2 separate regions of the Oryctolagus cuniculus genome follow, and region 1 is linked to region 2. The links are chromatin contacts, called in public Micro-C maps. All regions are on one chromosome and are shown on one strand. The core of a region is the stretch at or near the end of the contact, and the rest is flanking DNA. Distances in the headings are between cores, read along the strand shown.

Region 1 (4,871 bases), core at 1,066-3,565, 300 kb before region 2:
ATTCTAAGCAGAGGCTTTGCAGCAAAAGCTGCTGAAACATTGTCTTAGAGGAGATCTGTAGAAATTGGTCTGTTTAACAGAAACATTTTGATTACTTACTATAACTGTTAAATTATTTTTTCTACCAATTAGTCTTTAATTTTTTTATTCCAACATCTTTTTATCACATTATTTTTTGGGTGTCCTTGTCTGCTGTTACTGTGTTTCCAACAAGGCAAAATGGAGTAAGATGGAAATTTCTTCAGTTGAGTGAAATATCCTCAAATCTCTTTACTGCCTATCTGGGGAAAAATGAGAGAGTTGGAGTAGGAAGTGGGATGGTTATGAAAGAAATTGGAGTTACTTTTCTAGACATCTACCTATACTTAACCTCAATTTTACTGTGCTCTGCCTCCTAAAAAAGTAGTAAAAAGAATGAATTTAGAAAAATACATTATTCAAAATGGCCTTAGTGGCATATCCAATACTGTGAATTCACAGATATTTAGAAATTTAGAACATAGTAATTGATAGGAATATTTGAAAGAGGTATTGATTGGTTACTCTATTGTGTTGCAGTTAACAATACAAGAAAACAATGAGTCAAATACCAGATACTTGAGAAGTTTAATGGAAGGAAAATATGCGTGAAGAAAATCTCTTCTTACAAAAAGGAATGTTCTTAATTTATGGAGTTGGTGAAAAATTAAGCAAGAAATACTGTGCTTATGAGAACAAAGTAATCGATGGAGGAGAACTCAGTTGGATTATCACCTTAACAACAAAGTAACTTTGGAAATAGAGAAAAAAATACTTGTTTTTGGATCTGTTAAGATATACAACTGTATTTTTTTTCTTTGCATAGTACCTGAAAACAATAAAAATTCTATAATTTGGGTATGGGTTCTTTTGTATACATGTCTGTGGAGGAAAGGGGCAAGCAGTTTCGTTCTTCAGCTTCTCTCTAAACCCTTCATCTCCTGGATTGGTAAAGAACCCGAAGCAGCTTTACTGAATCAAAACTTTTGGGGCCAGCGCTGTGGCATAGCCGGCGCCGGTTCGAGTCCCAGCTGTTCTACTTCCGATCCAGCTCTCTGCTAGGCCTGGGAAAGCAGTAAAAGATGGCCCAAGTCCTTGGGCCCCTGCACCCTCGTGGGAGACCCAGAAGAAACTCTTGGCTCCTGACTTTGAATCAGCGCAGCTCCGGCTGTTGGGGCTATCTGGGGAGTGAACCAGCAGAGAGAAGACCCCACCCCCCTTCTCTCTCTCTGCCTCTCAAATAAATAGATCTTTAAACAAAACAAAACTGCTACACACTGGCTACCAAGAGGCATTAACTAAGTGACTACTTTCTGCATGGGCCAGAGAAGATGCAGTGTAAGGCGTATGGGGCTGGCCTTGTGGCAACCCCAGTTAAGCCGAGGCCTGCAGTGCTAGAATCTTTAATGGGAGCACAGGTTTGAATCTGGGCTGCTCCACTTACTATCCAGCTCCCTGCTATCGCGCCTGGTTATTTGGGAAATAAATCAGCAGATGGAAGATCTAACTCTGCCGTTCAAATAAATCTTAAGAAAAAAGAAAAACACTCCCTCAAGTTTGGATTTGAAGGGGGTGGGCACATTCTGGGAATAAACACTGGGAGAAAAAAAGGGAGAAGGCTGAAAAGTGGGGTCTGTGATGGTACAGTGTCCAGGCATGTTCCGAGATCCCCCAACTCCCTTAGAGCAGGGATAGTAGCTACCGAGCGGTGACCAGATGGCTCAACACAATTTCTGAAACATGGCTGAACTGGATGTAGAAGTGGCAAAGGACAAACTTGGGTCCGGGGTTTCACAGGTGTTTACTGAGCCTGGTGTCAAGGGTCCAAGAAAAGCAAAGTCCTTGCCCTTAAGGAGTTTACAAAGTTGGGCGAGCATTTCAGACCAGCCGTAGGACGTATCACGAAGTAACATGGAAGAGAGCAGAGAAGCCGGATGGCGTGTGTGTGCGGGGGGGGGGGGGTCCGAAAGTAAACAGCAGTAAAGCAGACCCTCCTATTTGGGCTAAGACCCCCGTAGGTGTGCGGGCAGAGCCTTGTTGCCCTCTGGGACAAACAGAACACCAAGTGTCACGTTACCAAAATACACCGTAGGGCAAGGACCACCGGGTACCTAGAAGGCAAAATTCCTGCGAGTTAAAGGCGCTTCGAGGACTTCTCACCACCAACGCTTAAGGGGCCCAATTTCAGCTTTCAAGTTTCTTCAGCCCTGCGCTCCGTCTCAGCACCGGACTGAGCACGCCCTTCAACAACCGGCCGAGCTCCGCGGCAGGTGGGCGGGCCGCTCGCCGCCCCGCCCCGTGACCCACACGCTTGCGGAAGCCAGGCCAAAGGTCAGAGGTGAAGGCGTCATGGCGGCGCTGTGTCGGACCCGTTCCGTGGCTGCCGAGAGCCATTTCTTGCGAGTCTTTCTCTTCTGCCGGCCCTTTCGAGGCGCAAGCACTGAGAGCGGCTCCGACAGCGGCGATTCCGACTCCACGGCACACAGGCTGCGTCCTGGCGGCTTTGCGAGTGCCTTAGAGCGACACTCAGAGCTGCAGCGGAAGGCGGAGCCCAAGCTGGTGAGCCCTCGCGGGAGCCGCCTTCACGCCGCGGGAAGCCGGGGCCCGGCTTCGGGGTGGGGCTACGCCGGCGACGTGGTGGGTGGGGCAGGGCTGGGCACGGCGTGGGGCTGGAGCCGCGAGCAGAGGGGTGGGCGGTGGAGTTGGCGAATGGTGGCCCCCTGGCCGGTTGCTGGGAGCCGAGCGTGTGGCTGCTGGCCTTCCTCCACTCCTTGTGCTCCTGTGTGGCATTCACGTGCTGGACCGGCCCTGTCCGCTCTCCTTTGCTGGCCTGTCGGGCGCGGGCAGACGGAACTCAGGTTGGGAGCTGCAGGGTCCGCTCAGTGCTGTTCTGCACAGTACCTCCTGAGTATTTAATTAGCAGGTAGATGAAAGAATTACTGTCTTCACGATCTTTGGCAAGTGATATATTCCGTCAATCTTTCACCTTTTTAAAGAAATAAAATTTCCACTTGTCTCAACCAGTACTTTGGTAAAATATTAAAATTTCTAGATAAACAAAATGGGAAAAATAAGCCTACAAGCTTGATTTGCTAAAAGTAGATACAACAGATGTGAAATTGGGTTACGTAAAAATAGACTCCATTTCTGTGTTTATCTCCCTGGAGAGTAGTTCCAAACAGTACACAGACTGAGAGAGTCCTATATCGTAGGGTCATTTTAGTACCTACTGTGGTTTAAATTGTCCTGAAACCCCAGGATTAGAAGAAGCCTGGTATATTTTCCATTTTCTTCTGTAGCCAATTGCCACAAACTTAGTGACTTTAAACTACACAAATGTATTGTTTCTAGGCCGATGAGAAGTCTGATGATGTCTCACTGATCTAAAATCAAGATGTTGACAGAGTTCCTTTCTGTAGGTTCTGAGAAAGTTGTGTTTCCTGCTCCAATCTGAGTCCATCCCATTCCTTGACTTCAGACTCGGAAGCAACAAGGCTGAGTCCTCTTACCACATCACTGTAACATCTCTTCTGCCTCCCTTTTCTACTTTGGGAGTCCCTTACAATTGCACTGGGCCTGCCCTGGTGATACAGGATAATCTCTCCATTTTAGGCTGATTAGCAACCTTAATTTCACCTGTAATTTAATTCCCTTCTGCCATGGAAGTTAATTTATTCATACATTCTAGGGATTAGAATATGGATGTTTGGAGGGGAGGCAGGCATATGTCACTCAGCAGAATAGCTGTGATTGTCTTGATGACATCTAAGGGATTTTAGATCCATTCTTGCTTAGTGCTTTGAGGATTGAGCACAGTGAGGTAGGAAACATAAATACAGTTCAGTGCTCTTCCTCCAAATATTTATAAAGGAAAGGAATTTCCTTGTTTCTCTCCAACTTTTTTCACCCACTCCCACCATAATACCACATTCCACACAGCTTCAGAAACTCCCAGAGAATAAATTTCAATTGCTGAGTTAATTATAGCAAGAATGAAATTATTGCATCACATCAAAAAGTCTCCCATGCTTTGGAATTTCAACATGTTAAGTAGTGATAAATGTTTGTTTAATGAAGGAAACAACCAAGGTATTTTAAGAGTGCCCAGGATTCTCCTTCCTTTTCAAGACAGCTCTAATAGGGCTGCTCAGTTTTTCTAGGAGGTGGCCGGGGTGTTTTCTAGAGGTTCCAGAATATCCATCAAATATGCTCAGTCCAACTCAGGACGCATGAGTCTCCCTGAACAGTTGTTCTCCCCTTATCACGGTCTAGAAAACATCTACTAAATGGAGATGAAGCATATTCAGCTGTTACCTTCGTTTAATGAAAAGAAAATTTCCAGGGGAGGCTGGTTTGTAGCCTCTGTTCTACCTGAAGTTACCTGGAGCCCATTACTGAATTTTATTTTTTTAACATTTATTATTTATTTGAAAGGCCCAGAGAGCTAGAGATCTTTGATCTGCTGGTTCATCCCCAAGTGCCTGCGACAGCTGGGCCTAAGTCAGAGCTGAGAACTCAGTCTGGGTCTCCTACCTGGGTGCAGCGACTCTTGTGCTGCCTCCTGGGATGCCCATTAGCAGGAAACTGGGATAGAGAGCAAATCTAGGACTGTAACCCAGGCAGTGTGTGGACTGTGGGCACCCCAAGCAGCATCTTAACCTCTGGGCCAAACACTGGGATAGAGAGCAAATCTAGGACTGTAACCCAGGCAGTGTGTGGACTGTGGGCACCCCAAGCAGCATCTTAACTTCTGGGCCGAACGCTTGTTCCCCCCTTATGATTTTTTTTTTAAGATTTATTTATTTACTTGAAAGAGTTACAGAGAGAGAGAGAGAGAGAGAGAGGTCTTCCAT
Region 2 (4,965 bases), core at 985-3,484:
CTTAACCAGCAGGTCAACCATCCACGTCAGAATGTCATTTCTGAGAGAAATCATGCCTGAGTGACAGCTATCTCATTCGGGTACCAACGTGGAGCCAAGCTTGCGGAACCCCACCCTGTCTTTTTCTCGCACCTGCAACCTGTCACTCTTCAGTGCCTGTCCACAGAGGCAGCAATGGGCCCAAGCAGGAAAGGCCGAGGCAGCAGATGAGAGGGGCCAGCAGGCGGGAGCGTGGGCACACTGACTCTGGGGCAGGGTGGCCTGTCACTTCAGGGGAAGCCACTGAGCTCAGGGTGGCCTGTCACTTCAGGGGAAGCCACTGAGCTCAGAGGGACTTTGGAAAGCACAGGAGGGTCGCTGGGAGGGTCTCCTACGCCTGGACCTTCAGACTTTGGGAAGGGAGAGGCAGGGGCTCCTGGTGCCTTGACTGAGGCCTGAGGGATTGGAAAAGCAGCTTTGAGCTGAACTTGCGGTTGTGTGACAGCAGCACCCCCAGAGCGCTGTCACCTGTGAGCAGCCAGAGAGAAAGCAGGGGGTGGGCTGGATCTGACTGACAGCTGACAGGCGGCGCGTGGTGGAGCATCAGGAAGCAGGGGGGGTGTCTAGGTGCCAGCAACGGACAAGTGCAGGGGGGCTAAGCCAGGGACCCAGCCTAGAGGGAGAAGCGGGTCAGGGCACGGAGGGCCGAGGGGCCAGAGGTGAGTGCTGTAAGCGCTTTAGTGGGATCTAGGAGGCTGCAGAACGTGTGGAGGGGTTGGGGGTGAGGAGGTGCTGAGACAGGAACCAGGGAATGAGGTTCAGGTCGCCCAGCGTGGTGACCAGGTGTTTCAGGGCGGCACTGAAAACACGGACGCGGTCCAGCATAGGAAAAGCTACTTGCCAAGGGGAGCACATTCCTCTGGCACTCTCAACCACGTCCCTATAGCTTTATTTCACAGAGCCGGCTGCAAGCCCATGCGTGCATTTAGCCACCATAAGGGACAGAGACGACCGGGTTTTCAAATTCACAGTAACCCTCCTGCCCATTTCTACAAAACCTGGCATTAGGAATGGATCTGGGGATGTAAAACCGTATATTTTTTTTTTTTTTAAATCTGTCCTCCTTGGGGGGAGGGTCTCGTGGGACCTCACGTAGCTCCTAATAGGCGCCACCGCACAGCCAGGCCAGAGCAGAAGGGCTGCTCGTGCTCTCCCGCAGCGAGGCGGGGCCCAGAAATAAACGCCCAACCCGCCACCCTGTCGCCCGCGGAAAGGATCTAGCCGCCGACGCCTGGGGAAAAGAAAAGAAAAAAAAAAAAAACAAAAACATAATGAATATCCCCAAGGATCCCCCACTCCCTCGCTTTCAGCCCAGAAAACAAGCGCTCCATTGCCCCGGAAATTACAAGCACCGGGGAATTCACTCCATCCCGGAGGCGTCTGGCTCCCCGCGAGGCCAAGGGCCCCAACCCCGAAAAAGGACATCCCTCAACCCAAGTCCTGCCCCTCCAAGCGGCCGGCCCCTGGGACGGCGGCCACCGCGGGCGCGCCCGGCGCCTGGGCGGCCCTCTCCCCGCTTCCCGGCTTGGCTGCCCCGAGCGGCCGGCGCGCGGCCGGGCCAGGTGCACCAGCTGCGGCCCCGCCAGCGGCGCGCGCCCTCCGGTCGCCGGACACAGGCGGCCACGCAGCCGAGATTTACGGCGTCGCTGGGCGGCGGTTTCCGGGGCCGGCCGGCGCCCGGGCTCCGATTACAGGTTCACACGGGGGGCCCAGCCCGCGGCCGGCCGCCCAGCTCCGGCCTGCGCGCCATCGCGCGGCCCCGCTCCTCCGCCTGCCCATTCTTCTCCATTCATGCGGACGCCCAGCGCCGCCGCCGCCGCCGCCAGCGCGGCCGCCGTCGCCGTCCGCCCGGATTGGCTGGCGGCCGCGGCGCCGGCACTTTCCCACGGCCCGCGGCGCGTGCGGCTCAGCGGCGGCGCTGCAGGCGCGGCTCTGGCGCGCGGCCAGGCCAATCGGGGCGCGCGGGGCGGGGCGGGGCAGCGGCCGCCGGCGGGCTGGTGTCCCGGCCCGGCCCCCAGCGCCTCCCCGCCGCCGGCCCACCGCCGCCTGCGCCTCCTCCGTCACCCCCCTACTGCGGAGCCCCCGCGGAGCCGACGCACCGCCGCCGGGGGCGCGGCCCGCCCTCGCCCTCCGCCTCGCTCCGCCCCCCTGCCCTGGCGGCTGCCAATCAGCGGGGCGAGGAGTCGGATTGGCCGTGGCGGGGGTGGTGGTGGTGGGGGTGAAGCTGTTGCCCGGCAGCCGCCGCCCCGCCCCTCCGCCTCCTCGCCCGCCCTCCCCAGGGCCCTGGGAAGGGGCTCAGCGTGGGAAAGGGATGGTTGAGTTTTAACCCGAGGCAGAGCGCGAGCGGGATCAGTGTGTGGCGGGCGCGAGCAGCCGAGCGCGGAGAGGCGCCGCCGTGGTGAACTCCCTGCCCGCCGCGCCGACCCTCCCCAGGAGCCCCGGAGCTGCCGCAGCATGAAGCGCGCTCACCCCGAGTACAGCTCGTCGGATAGCGAGCTGGACGAGACCGTAGAGGTGGAGAAGGAGAGTGCGGACGAGAATGGGTGAGTCCGCGGTGACAGCGAGCGGCCGGGCAGGGCGCGGGGGAGACCTCGCGGGTCCCCTCCCCTCGCTGAACGGGGCCTCCCCTGCCCCTTGTCTCTCTCTCTCTGCCCTTAGAAACTTGAGTTCGGCTCTGGGTTCCATGTCTCCAACCACATCTTCCCAGATCTTGGCCAGGAAACGTCGGAGAGGCGTGAGTCTCTGGATAATCCTTATTTACTTACTGTTGTGACTATCTTGGTTACGCATTAACGGGGAGGACCACCGTTTCTTCCCTGCGGGGTGTCCAGCAGTAGTGGCAATGTCCTCCTTTGTTGTGCCTGCTTTCTGCAGATCATTGAGAAGCGCCGACGAGACCGGATCAATAACAGTTTGTCCGAGCTGAGGAGGCTGGTACCCAGCGCCTTTGAGAAGCAGGTAATGGAGGGAGAAGGGCGAGCTCCGAGTTGCGCGCGCCTTCCGAACCCGCTGCCCCCGAGCCTCGGAGGGGAGCCGCGGCTGAAGTCCTGCGGCGGTTCCCACGCATTTTAGACGCGTTGTTTCCTTGGGTCTACGCTTGACGGTTTCTGTGTGTCCGTGCGTTAAGTTCTCATAGGCCCAGCAATCTTGCTGTTCTCTTCTCCAGGGCTCCGCTAAGCTAGAGAAAGCCGAGATCCTGCAGATGACGGTGGATCATCTGAAAATGCTGCACACTGCGGGAGGGAAAGGTATATGGCTCCGTATTTCCTGGCGGGGCGGGGTGGGGGGCTCCCGACTATGGGGGTGCAGAGAGCAGCGGCAGCAGCGGACCAGACCGGCGCAGTCACCGCCTGGTGTCTCTCATTTCTGAACGGTGCGTGCACTCGCCTGATGGTACATTTTCAAACGCACAGCAACATTTCCTCCAGTGACTTCATCGCCCGCACCCTCTGCAGATTGAGCAAATGCATCTTTTTGGACAATGCCTGTTATTCCCGAAGTCCCCTGAAGTTGGGGCAGCCCTGATTCCAGCCAGGGAGTTCTCACATTGGCTCCTGCCATTTTGAAGGGGAAAAATAAAATAAAAAGCTTTTTTTTTTAAGTATGTGGTCTTGATTTCATAAACAGCATTTTTATAAAGAAAGGAGGTGCCACATGACTCGAAGAAAAACCTGTTGTGGTTCCGTGGAGAAGCCCCAACAGAAGGTAGGAGGCGGACGTCTGTGAGTCTGTCTCCAGCCGGAAAATGCTTAGCTGGGGACCCGGGGCCTGAAAGCCCCGCGATGATAACTTACATCTGTGTGTCTAATGAATTTCACTGCTCTGTGGTTTCTCTGTCCTTGATGTATTTTTTGTTGTTGTTGAGGGAAAACATTAAAGGAATGAACAGAGTTTCATCTGCTGGTAGGGTATAATTCCAATTTCTGCCGGGCAGCTTCTTACTGGGCTTTGAACTTGCATTAGCAAGCACATTCTGCTCATGTTGATTGATGCAAAGATTTTGGCCGACTTGGAAAAAAAAATATGTGGACTTTCCGAACCCATGATTGCCCCGGCTGGAGGCCTGTGAGGTTATTTGCCTGGAAGGGCTGCCAGGGGCGGAAGAAATGAGGGGAAATGAGCCAAAAGTCCTGAGGTCATTCTTTTGTTCTGCTCTTCAGGCTATTTCGACGCGCACGCTCTGGCCATGGACTATCGGAGTTTGGGGTTTCGGGAATGCCTGGCCGAAGTCGCCCGCTACCTGAGCATCATCGAGGGACTGGATGCCTCCGACCCGCTCCGCGTGCGGCTGGTCTCGCATCTCAACAACTACGCCTCGCAGCGCGAAGCCGCGAGCGGCGCCCACGCCGGCCTCGGACACATGCCCTGGGGGAGCGCCCTTGGACACCACCCGCACATCGCGCACCCGCTCTTGTTGCCCCAGAACGGCCACGGGAACACGGCCGCCGCGGCCTCGCCCACGGAACCACACCACCAGGGCCGGGTGCCCGCGGCGCATCCAGAGGCGCCCGCTTTGCGAGCGCCCCCTAGCGGTGGTCTTGGACCGGTGCTCCCCGTGGTCACCTCGGCCTCCAAACTCTCACCACCTCTGCTCTCCTCGGTGGCCTCCCTGTCGGCTTTCCCCTTCTCCTTCGGCTCCTTCCACTTGCTCTCTCCCAATGCACTGAGCCCTTCGGCACCCACGCAGGCAGCAAACCTTGGCAAGCCCTATAGACCCTGGGGGACAGAGATTGGAGCCTTCTAAAGGACTGATGCTGTAGAATGAGGGAGGGGGAAGCTTAAAAAGACCCCAGCTGAGCTGGGCTGTTGCCAACACCACCTTACAGGCGTCTGTAGAGGTAAAAAGGAAGAAGGTACACTTTCACATGAAACTTTTTTTTAAAGACTAAACGTTTGTTGGTTTACTTTTTTCTTCTTAATTTTTTT

Evidence for each region. A called contact is a pair of places that touch in the nucleus more often than the background predicts.
Region 1: a contact with region 2 is called in a Micro-C map of ear pinna, with 5 times the contacts expected there. The contact joins the enhancer-like site here to the promoter of HEY1 in region 2. A contact is called at or near these places in 6 of 6 Hi-C or Micro-C datasets (ear pinna, embryonic fibroblasts, liver and 3 more).

What each region holds. Positions count from the first base shown.
Region 1 is chr6:105,605,630-105,610,500 of mOryCun1.1, reverse strand. No RefSeq gene overlaps it. Among named protein-coding and RNA genes, the nearest start is that of TPD52, 25 kb to the left of the region's middle. Within about 2 kb of position 2,315, at least 8 of the 8 cell types and tissues checked have an H3K27ac peak or open chromatin away from gene starts, as enhancers often do. A contact at or near this core is called in ear pinna, where this site is marked.
Region 2 is chr6:105,307,243-105,312,207 of mOryCun1.1, reverse strand. HEY1 (hes related family bHLH transcription factor with YRPW motif 1) reads left to right here and starts at 2,234. Exons shown (of 5, transcript XM_008255689.4): 1 at 2,234-2,582; 2 at 2,698-2,773; 3 at 2,914-2,997; 4 at 3,206-3,287; 5 at 4,200-4,965. The coding sequence starts at 2,494. The coding sequence ends at 4,783.